Regions from separate parts of the Mus musculus genome. Here regions 1 and 2 are each linked to region 3. Evidence: chromatin contacts called from public HiChIP or PLAC-seq data. All regions are on one chromosome and are shown on one strand. Each heading gives the region's core, a stretch centred on a gene start, on an enhancer-like site or on the middle of the called end of the contact. The rest is flanking DNA. Distances are from core to core; before and after follow the strand shown. Region 1 has its middle 50 kb from the start of Edn1. Region 2 has its middle 35 kb from the start of Gm32833. Region 3 has its middle 14 kb from the start of Gm5082.

The links. HiChIP or PLAC-seq counts read pairs in DNA pulled down with a chosen protein or histone mark.
Region 1: a FOXA1 HiChIP or PLAC-seq map of pancreatic cancer cells shows a contact between it and region 3. The contact joins two enhancer-like sites. A contact is called at or near these places in 1 of 484 Hi-C or Micro-C datasets (bone marrow-derived macrophages) and 1 of 115 datasets of contacts at active chromatin or transcription factors (pancreatic cancer cells).
Region 2: an HNF4G HiChIP or PLAC-seq map of pancreatic cancer cells shows a contact between it and region 3. The contact joins two enhancer-like sites. A contact is called at or near these places in 2 of 115 datasets of contacts at active chromatin or transcription factors (extraembryonic endoderm stem cells and pancreatic cancer cells).

What each region holds. Positions count from the first base shown.
Region 1 is chr13:42,349,494-42,353,388 of GRCm38.p6, reverse strand. No RefSeq gene overlaps it. Among named protein-coding and RNA genes, the nearest start is that of Edn1, 50 kb to the right of the region's middle. Within about 2 kb of position 1,523, at least 36 of the 459 cell types and tissues checked have an H3K27ac peak or open chromatin away from gene starts, as enhancers often do. A contact at or near this core is called in pancreatic cancer cells, where this site is marked.
Region 2 is chr13:42,366,768-42,370,386 of GRCm38.p6, reverse strand. No RefSeq gene overlaps it. Among named protein-coding and RNA genes, the nearest start is that of Gm32833, 35 kb to the left of the region's middle. Within about 2 kb of position 2,311, at least 60 of the 459 cell types and tissues checked have an H3K27ac peak or open chromatin away from gene starts, as enhancers often do. A contact at or near this core is called in pancreatic cancer cells, where this site is marked.
Region 3 is chr13:41,660,769-41,664,411 of GRCm38.p6, reverse strand. No RefSeq gene overlaps it. Among named protein-coding and RNA genes, the nearest start is that of Gm5082, 14 kb to the right of the region's middle. Within about 2 kb of position 1,766, at least 153 of the 459 cell types and tissues checked have an H3K27ac peak or open chromatin away from gene starts, as enhancers often do. A contact at or near this core is called in pancreatic cancer cells, where this site is marked.

The sequences.
Region 1 (3,895 bases), core at 274-2,773, 690 kb before region 3:
GGGCCTGATTCCATCATCTCTCTGTTTCCTGGTGCACCCAGGTGCAAGCAAGCAACTTTGAGTGTTTCTCTTGTCACAGTGAAGAGCGACATCTATCACCCTATGAAAAGTACCATTACTGGACATGCTGGACAGTACCCTCAAACTGTGAGCCCAAGTAGAAGTGTCCTTCCATCAACTGCTTCTTGTTAGGAATTTAATAATTTCAACAACAACAACAATAATAAAAAAGGACTAATATAGTCCTGCAATAGTTGCTTCTGTTTTTAACATTCAGACTTTTTTCTTCTCATTACTCCCTAATCAACGAAGCATAGCGAGAACTATAACCCATACAAGCATCGTGCTTGTGATCTCAGGCAACCCAAAGTTCCCATGGTATGCATGGAAAGAGTGGGTTGGAAATCAATCTCAGGTTCATTTTCTTTTCTTTTTTCTTTTTTCTTTTTTTTTTTATTTTTATTGTTTTGTTTTGTTTTGTTTTGCCTTTTTTTTGTTTTTTGTTTTTTTCAAGACACGGTTTCTCTGTGTAGCCCTGGCTGTCCTGGAACTCACTCTGTAGACCAGGCTGGCCTCAAACTCAGAGATCCGCTTGCCTCTGCCTCCCCAGTGCTGGGATTAAAGGCGTGTGCCACCACGCCTGGCTCAGGTTCATTTTCAACATAGATAATCTCAATATTCTTGATAAGAAATATTGGTGACAAGAGAACAGGTTCATGGGAACTTTTCAACATTACTGTAGGACAGAAGCAATAGGGGAATAGAGGGGGATAAAATAGGAAGCCATGGCCACTGTGTGAGCCTAGAGCATGGAAGATCCTGCAGAGTCTCTGACAACAAAGGATCATTAAGAAACAACTAAAAGCTTGCATGTGTCCCTTCATGCCAGAGCAAACACAGACACTGTTAACCCTTTGTTCCCAGGCTCCCGTCTTTGATGCCTCCTCTGCAGATGGACTATTTAAGCTAAGGCAGGCAGGAATTCATCCCCTGAGCTTGCAGCTCTAACAGGAGAGCATTCTTGCTTTCATATTCTTGGCATTGTATGCAGTTTCATGGGATTTGTCTGCCAGAAACCCATGGCGCTCAGCTATAGAGGTCTCCCATGCTCGGGGAAGGCTCCTTATTCTTTGGGGCTCTGTGTACAGCAGAGGAGAGCTATGTCTACAACTAAAGATGAAACAGCAGTAAAAAGAAAGTGAAAACGAAAGAAGCAAACCCACTTTGCAGTCAGTGTTGAAAAGTACATCAGAGAGAATGATCCTGGGCCTCTCTGTCCACGAGGCAGGTTGAGGAAGAATGATCTGGGTTATACTTACGAGAAGAGCTAATTAGGATTTTACTCTTCAATTGGTCACAATTCAAAGCCTATGTAGGAACTCAGGGGAGCTCCCAGTCCTTGATACGTGCACAGGTTTATGCAGTCCTGTCCCACTTTTTACTGAATGCACGACATCCTGGCCCCAACCCTGTCCTACACCCAACACCAGCCTCTTACACGGCCACACATTCTTGCACTGACTCACATAGCAAATATTTATGATGCCTCCGGTATGAGCTAGACACTCTGTTATGCTTGGAGGGTGTAAAGATGAAAAGACACAGAACGAGAGTGGGAGGGACATGTAAATCAACAATTAGTGCTCCGTGATGGCACACTGTGATGGAGGGATGCCCAAGGAGACCACACAGGTGAGGACAAATAACTCAGCCTGGAGGGTGGCAAGGGTGCTGGGAAATAGCCTTCTAAGAGGAGGATGCTTGGGGTACAAAGAGCAGCCCTTGCAGACAGAGAATCCAGCAGCATCAGTTACCTGTAGAGGAGCCAGGAAAACAAGGGCATCTACTTTGAAGTATCTTAAAGACCACTGACCCTCTAATAGTTCCCACATTGCCTGGGTATTTGAAATGGTCCCATCTCTAATGACTGAGTTAAGGGGCCATCTCTGCGTATACTACAGTGTTTCTTATTGTTGCTTTTTAAGGCAGAATCTCTTATAGATCAGATATAGCCAAAGAGGGCCTAACATCCAATATAGATTGGTTATCCAAAATTCTTGTGACCAGAAGTATTTGTTTCAGCTTTTGGACTATTTGCACGTGTCTGATGAGCCATCTTGGGTAATCCTATGGAAGTCTAAGCAAGAACCCCTCTTTCTGTATATGCTTTACAAACATACTCTTCGATTCATTTCAAGCAATCAACTTTAATAATTTTGTGAACGAGACTGAGATTTCACCCTATGAAATTTTCTTCTTGTAGCATCATGATGTTGTGTAGAAATTTTTGGAGTTGGCAGCAGTTTTGATTTTGAAATTTCAGGGCTAGGTCTAAAATGTCTACAAAGAGCAGAGCTCTGTTCAGAGCTTGGGGCAAAGTTTTCAATTCTTTATTCTCATCTCCTCTGCTTCCTGAAAGCAGCCCCAAAATGTTGCCATTATATTCCTGGGTCTTGATGAACTAGGAGCCTTAGAATGAAGTCCAGAAGCTACACAAGCTGCAACATCACACATAGAGAGTTCACTCTGGTTTCCTCTTTGGTAAAATGAAAGAAGTCTTGTTCCTGTAGAGTTGCTTCAAAGACTGTCATGGATCATGTGCACAGCATAGATCATAGGCACTCAATAAATGCTTCTTCTACCCACCTCAGGACTTCCACTTCCACTGTCTTTCCCTTCATAAGGATAACAGCTGTGACAGCATTCGTTGGAAGAAACCACATAGTGACCTTCTTAACATACTAACAGTTACTTTAGGTTCTCTGATTATGAACATGCTTTGGTTTGAATTGGGCTGGTGGGTCCCAGAAAGGCAAAGAGATGGATAAAATATGGGACCTAGGACACCAGATAAAATATAGGACCTATGCCACCAAAAGGTGGGTCAACTTCACAATATAACTTCGAAGTCTGAAGGCTTCTGTTTCCATGCACAAAGAATACTTAGAGACTTGAAACAGAAAATTGTTAAACGGTAGCATTTGTTTTAAACCCAAGTGACGTGTACACCTAAGAACTTTCTAGCAAAGAGCCCAGACATGTTTGTTCATGAAGTCTGGTGGCAAAGTCAGAAGCCGGGTAGTGGTGGCACATGCCTTTAATCCCAGCACTTGGGAGGCAGAAGCAAGCAGATTTCTGAGTTTGAGGCTAGCCTGATTTAAAGAGTGAGTTCCAGGACAGCTAGGGCTACACAGAGAAACCCTGTCTCGAAAAACCAGAGAGAGAGAGAGAGAGAGAGAGAGAGAGAGAGAGAGAGAGAGAGAAGGAAGGAAGGAAGGAAGGAAGGAAGGAAGGAAGGAAGGAAAGAAAGGAAAGAAAGAAAGAAAGAAAGAAAGAAAGAAAGAAAGAAAGAAAGAAAGAAAGAAAGAAAGAAAGAAATTCCTTCAATCACATGAAATGCACAGCATCCTGTGTAGGAGGGTGACTCTTTCATTTTCACTATAACCTCCCTCCCCTATAACTTCTTTGTTGTGTGTAATTTTTAGAACATGCTAGCTCTTTCCCGAGAGCTCTGCCCAAGCTCCCTCAGCCTCTGGAAGCTAGGTCCACAAAGCCACCAACAATCGCCTCAGCTATGCCCTTTTTTCTGCCCATCTAAGTTGTCCTAGATGGAAAATATCAGACAGCCTACATATTTTTAAATATCCTGCCCCATCCTCCTTGACACAATCAAGAACCAATTAGAGAATCAATAACTCCCCCTCCACTTCTTTTTAAAGGCTAAGAGCAAAACAATGTGTTCGGGATACTTTAGGACCTCTGTACTCATGAACTCACAGCAGCTATGGTCTCCTACACAAGACCTGCACAAGATCAAGCCAGCCAAGATCACAGCACAGGAGAGGGAGGGCTGATGAGCTCCTTGCAGACAGTAGATGGATTCTGGGAGTAGACT
Region 2 (3,619 bases), core at 1,062-3,561, 710 kb before region 3:
TGTAGTGTTTGCTGCACACTCCCCAATGGTGCAGCTGCTGACCCTACTGTAAGTAGCAAGGACCTAGATAAACTAATACCTATATAAGACTCTTTAGAGCGGTCAATTCATGTAGAAAAGTATAGATAAACGTGAAGAACAAACTCCTTTTCTGTCCATTTTGATGGTAGGTCAAGGGGAGAGTCAATATTGCCTGGGATATATCTTTTCAAATGCACCACAGTTGCCTGTTCTTATGTCACTTGTGGTTCCCTAACAATATTGACAGGGATGAATTTGGCTTAATCCCCAGGCCTTTAACTTATCTGTTGCTCCCAGTGGACAAACTAGCTCTTAAAATGCCTTTCCAGTTTATCTTTAACCAGAAGCACTGGCTTTTCCTGGTCTTTGGCTAGGTTCCTACTTCCTCGGCCTAAACAGAAGTCCACAGTATGAGAGATCTCTGCTGTGGTCACCTTCCCTGCTTTCTTTTAGAGGAATTTCCAGGAAACAAAAGTATAAAAGCCACTTGCCTTCCACACTACCTCTTTCTACCTGGACTATCAGGCTACAGGGTTGTAATCTCCTTCCAGAGAAAATGCTTCCAATATCACCCTATTGGACAGAAATGGCCAGGTTAGAGGGTCAGTGGAGCCTGTCTTGCTGGGTATTTTGCAGAACATTAAGGTTGTGGGAGAGCAGAGAACACGAAGTTACAGCTACTGTGTGTGCTTGCTGAAGAGAGGGTGGTGTGGAGATGTGATACAGACATGGACACGACTATTTTACACAATAAGAAGCTCAGTGTTTCTACAGACATGAGGAATTTCAAGCATAAACCAGACAGTATCCCGGAATCATATGAACTCCATTGCATGGAGCACCTGTGAGTGTACACATGTATGCATGAAATATAAAGTAGACTACACTTTTTATTTACTACATATGTTGGTTGCCTTTCTCCTACTATGACAACATATTTGATTTTTTTAAAAAAATGCAATCAATGTAAGAAAGAGAGAATTTATTTGGAGGGATCATTATTTTTAGGGAGAGAAAGGGGCACCATCCATCATCATGGGATGACACGGTATAGGAACTTGAGGCAGCTGGTCACGCCATGACTACCATTAGGAACAGAACATGAAGAATACTGGTACTTATCTCACTAGCTCCTTTTTATACTGCTCAAAACCATGGCCCATAGAGATGATACCATCCACATTAGGGATGGGTATTTCTTGGTCAGTAAAATGTCTCTAGAAACTCTCTAATGCAAGCATGCATGCACACACACACACACACACACACACACACACACACACACACAGTGTCGATTACAAATTGACATAAAAATTAGCCATCAAAATATAGTATATTTTATTGTTATAGACTCTATATACACTATTTATGGCTATGTGTGCATGTCTTCCCCTCTCAGGTTGACTTGTGTCCTTCCAAAATTTATATATTGAAGTCTTAACCCCCAGTATCCCTAGAATGTGACCACATTTCAAGACAAGATCTTAAAGAAGTAAACTGAGGTACAGTGAGGTCATCTGGGTGAGCCATATCCCCTGGTAACTGGCATCTAATAGAGAGAGACTGGGACACAGTCAAGACAGAAGTCTGCCCACATGAGACCACAGCAAGAAGCATGTTGCCTCCAAACCACAGAGAGATGCTGTGAGAGAAATGACCCCACTGAGGCCTGCTTTTGGATTTTTTATTTTTGTATTTGTATTTTTGTATTTTTGTATTTTATATTTTTTGTAGAGTCTTGGAATTTTGTGTTAAAATGCAGATGGATGGTGATTCAATCACCCTACGTCATTTTGTTATGGAAACCCAAAGTAAACTAATACACACACACACACACACACACACACACACACACACACACACACGGCAGCCCAGTCTGGAAACACAGATAAACACAGCTGCAAAGATTTAGTAGTATCACACTAGAAATGATAAGCAATATTATCTCAGAGTCCAGCCTTATGGTCCACCTCTGTAGGTACACACATATGCCAATGTCTTGGCATCATTCTTGCACCAAGAGAAAAGGAGAGAGTAAAGTAAATATGAGCCAGCTGATAAGGCTGGGACCAAGCCTAAGAGTGCTACCAGAGACTTCTAACAGCTTTCTTCTAGAGGGGCATCTCCCAAGTCCTTGGGGGGTTACCCTGCCTCTCACAGACACTAGATTCCATAAAGTGGCCACACACTCTTCCTCTTGGGCTACTGCAGACACCACCTTGCCCTTTGGCTTTGGACCTGTCTGCCCTAGGTGATGGCTCCTCCTGGAACTTCTCCAGAGAGAGCTTTGCTAAGAGGCAGAAGGTTATGCCTGCCTAGAAGTGGTTAATGATTACTGAGAACTTGGAAGGCTCCATTGTTATTCTCAGAAACTTACACGCAAAGTTGAAAGCAAGATCCTTGGTGGTAGGAGGGAAGTGGGGCAGTAGAACAGAACAGGACAGAACTAAGCTCTTACTTCTGGCTTAACCCGTTCAACTTTGCAGAAGCTGCAGTTGTCCTGGCACGGAGAAGTTCTGGTCTTCTGCCACAGCAAAGAGTTTAAAAATAGCAACGTCGCCATTTTTTAAATGAGGAAGTCCAAAAATATGATCTTCAGGGTGAGTTAATAGCGGATGTCTCAGCTCACAGAAAGAGAAAGAAAGGGAACTTCTAGATTTAAATGGCATTTTAAAAGCTGTCACCTGTTTCTTTTTTATGTTATTTATTTATTTATACATATATAATGGGTTGCACATGCAGGTTTGAGGCCAACTTTGGGGAGTCACCTCTCCTTTCTACCATATCAGTACTCACCCACCATCAAGCTCAGGCTCACGTAGTTAGCATCAAATGCCCTTAACTACTAAGCCAGCTCATTGGCCCCTACTCTTGATATTTTTGATATAAGGTTTCACCTATATATTCTTCTACTATGAAGTTTAAAGGCATACTACATTTACATAAACAAGAGAAAATTCAAAAATTGGGATAGAAACATTTCAATAAAATAAAAAGGCACAGTATGCATTGAATGCAATTTCTTCTTTACTTACAAGGAGTTAATTTATTTTACTCTCCTCATATTTGCTATTTCTGAAAAAAAATAATATAATGCATTTTATTATATTCACTCCCTTCCCTGACTTCTTCCCCACCCATCCCTTACTTCACTACCTTTTTTTTTAATTTATCAAGTACAGTTTGCACTGCACATATTCTTTTGGATGTGCAGCCTTCACTGCAGTTTGACTGTCTTAGTTACTTTTTTATTACTGTGACAAGACACCATGACCAAGGAAATTCATGGAAGAAATAGTTTATTGGGGCTTACAGTTTCAGAGGGTAAGTCTGTGACTATCATGTCAGAGGACACAGCAACATAGACAGGCGTGGTGCTGAAGGAGTAGCTGAGAGTTTATACTTTCAGACACAACCATAGAGAGAGAGATCTAGTTGGGGAAGGTATGGGCTTTTGAAACATCAAAGTCTAACCCTAAAGACACACCTACCCCAACAAGGCCACACCTCCTAATCCTTCCCAAACAATTCTACCAATTGGGAACCAGGCGTTCAAATATATGAGCTTGTGGGGACCTACTCACCCAGAACACCACAG
Region 3 (3,643 bases), core at 517-3,016:
CTTTGATGAGAGAGGTCACAGTACCTTAAGCATCTGGAAGCTGGAATCATGATTCTGCAAGGCACTCAGTTTCTTGGTCCTTGGAATCCTTAGAGGATGGATGTCTTAAGCATAATAATTACAAAAGTGTCATTGCTAAAAAGTTTACTATTCTACCTCTTTAGATTTTTTTTTAATGTTCAGGGAGTTGTCTTTGATGATGATGATAATGATAATGATGATTTTGTCAGCTTGCTACAAGCTAGGTCGCCCAGGAAGAAGAAACTTCAGTTTATGCCTCCATAAGACTGTCACGTAGTCTTATGTTGTCGGGGACATTTTCTGGATTAATGATTGATTGGAGGAGAGCCTAGATTGTTGTAGGTGGTGCCACCCCTGGAGAGGTGGTTCTGGGTGCTGTAAGAAAGAATTCTGAGCAAGTCATATGGGAGCAAGCCGGTAAGCGCACCCCTCCCCGGCCTCTGCCTCGGTGTCTGCTTCCAGGCTTCTGCCTTGAGCTCCTGCCCTGCATTCTCTTGATGGTGGACTCTATCCTGTCAGCTGAAACAAACCCTTTCCTCACCATATTGCTTTTGTTCAGGGTGTTTTGTCACAGCAAACCAAACTAAGACACAGGGTGTTTGGAGACTTCCGGTCTCCCTGTTCTCACTGGTAACCCGTTAAAACAGTGGTTCTCAACCTTCCTGATGCCGCAACCCTTGATCCAGTGCCTCACGGTGTGGCAACGGCAAACATAGAGTCACGTTACTTCATAACTGTAATGTTGCTACTGTTATGAATTGCAATGTGAGTAGCATCGTTTTTCATTGGTGTTAGGCCACCTCTGTGAAACAGTCATTCAACCCCCCCACCCACACACACACACTCACACACTCACACAGGGGGGATGGTAACTCACTGCTTTAAAGTGTAAAAAGAAAAGAATCACAATAGCTTTAGAACATGCTTAGCTAAGGTAAGCAACATTCTTTTGAGATGGATTTCTGCTGTTAGTTTTTTTCTTAAATGCTGCTGGCTTTGAAGATATCTCAGTAAGTTTTATACTTGAATGCACCTATGATCACACACACACACACATACTACACACACACATACACACATACTCCAAACAAACACACACACACACTACACCCTCCAAGCACACACACTACACACACACATACATACTCTATATACAATTCATACATATACTACACACAACATGCACACACACTATACACACATACACATACACACACTACACACTCCATGTATACACACACATTCCACACATACATACACAAATACACTCTACACTGTCCACATACAAACACTCACTCCACATACATACTCCATACACATATACAAACACACATATACACACAGACACACACAACCACACACATGGTGTTCTCTTATGCCCATGGAAAATCCCCATGCCGCCTCAGCTTGCCTTAGTCACCAGGGCTGCTGCTTGTGGTTCTGGCTGGCTTCCAGTGTGTGCCCTGCCCCTGACTTGGCCTGTTTTAGCTGTTGCTGTAACACCTGCTGGTTCTTGGGTCAGGAAAGTTCCTTAGGAAGAACATTCTGCCCTTTCTGAACACGACTTCCAGCATGGGCACGCACGCACGCTCGCTCGTGTGTGTGTGTGTGTGTGTGTGTGTGTGTGTGACTTCCTAGAAACCACGGTTGCTTCCAGCCAGGCGCCAGAGCAGCTCTTCCTGGGCAGGAGGTCATTTCAATAAGGGCCACTGGGGCTTAGTAAGCAGAGAAAAACTGCGCATTCCCAGACAGGATGTTGGGAAGACGCCCTGAATGAGCCTTGCTGGGCAAGAGACGCCAAGGGGACAGAGAATGTGGGCCAGTACCCGAGGAAGTTATTCACGAGCCTGCTGCTGTTTGATAAACAGCGAAGCAAAGCCTTCTTGAACAGCTAAACTAACAATGCGCGAAATTCCAGAAACTCTGCAAACAATGACTGGACATTCCTTGTCTCTTATTTGCTTATTTGTGCACTAAAACCTTTCAGAGACAACAGAAACCAGGGCTCTGACTTGGGTTTGAGATTGGGAGTGGTGTATGTAGCATGATGCGCTAGCTGTGCCCTGCTCCAACAGCCTCCCCTCCTTCAGGTATCAGCCGCATCCCAGGAACCCTCGCTGCTTCCGGTACCTTCTCACCTCAAACTAAAGTCTACCCGCAGTAGTACGAATCCTGATCAAAGTAACAGGTCAAAAGCACAGACTTCCACGGCTCACATGACTGAGAGATGTAACTCTCAGTCATGTTAGGAGGGGATCTAGACATTTCTCATGTAGCCGCCTGACTTGGATGAGATATTCAAATGTCTGAGGGCACATACTTCCTTTTAGAGACATTATTAAAATTATGAAATGTATACACACACACATAAAGCATACATAATTATGTAGGCATCTAATTACAAAATAAATAATATTATTATTGTATACATAAATATCTTTAGATTATTAGCCTACAGATACTGGCATGATGGATTTGTGTGTATATATACACATTGGTATGGGACATATATATGAATATATGTCCTACATTTGTCCATGACTGATATCAATTCTTCATGACAAGAAATAAAAACCCTCTCTTGTTCCTCTTCTCCCTGCTTCATTAAAATTACACTTGAAGCTTCTATTGCGATGCTCCCTCTTCTGTCACAAACCACCCTCCGCACCCTTCGTTCCTGTTCTGCTTTCTTCCAGTTGCATTCATAATTTTCAGTGCCCATGCAATATATCTGCTGTTATTGATTTTTTGTCCCTTCCTCCCCTTTCTCCTTTGTGAAGTAAGTTTATAACATAGGATAGCTGATAGCAAACATCAAAATGAATGGATTAAGAAACAAATCAGGCCATTAGTGAGGTATGCCTTTGGCTGTGTGTGCGCGCATGCACAGGCTCGACAGTGCTTCTAGAAATGATTGGCCCGAGGTCGCTCTGGATGTCAGTGACACTGTCCCATGGGCTGGGGTTCAGACAGAATAAAATTATATTTCCACAGAACAAACAAAGGAACTTGAACCATCTGCAACAAAACAGAGGCATGAACCTCTGTCTAAGTCAGAGCCCTCCATGCTCAGACATTTCTGAAAGTACCCATCTCCACAGTGCCGGCTGAAAGAGGCCGGCTGCAAAGAGCCCTTCGGAGGCCCCGGCGACTTCTGGAGCTCCTGTGTTTGTCTCTGTCCATCCTTTCGGGGCAGGAGTTCCCATACTCTAACCTTCTGATAAAGCTCACCACATACTGGTATGAAAAAGACTTCAGTCATGGTGGGATGGAGGAGAAAGAGATGAGGGTTCCAAGACACCCAGAGAGTCCTTTCATGCACAATTACATGGGCTTCTATCAGGACCCCTGTGCTTCTGTGGATAGCTACAGAAAAGCACATGCTCAGATGACCCCACCCCCACCCCATCCCCAATAAACACAACTCATCTTGCGGTTCCCTTCCAAATCTGAGGTGAATAAAGAGTCCTTGGGCAGCTGGAGCTGTTTGGAAGTAACTTTCATCTTGAAATCTAATATAAGGCAGAAGCAGCTGACTATGAGAAGTGTTTAACATTGAAACCAATCGGTTTGTGACCAGTGCTGATCTCGAACACCCCAGTGGTGATGTTCTGGGCTGGAT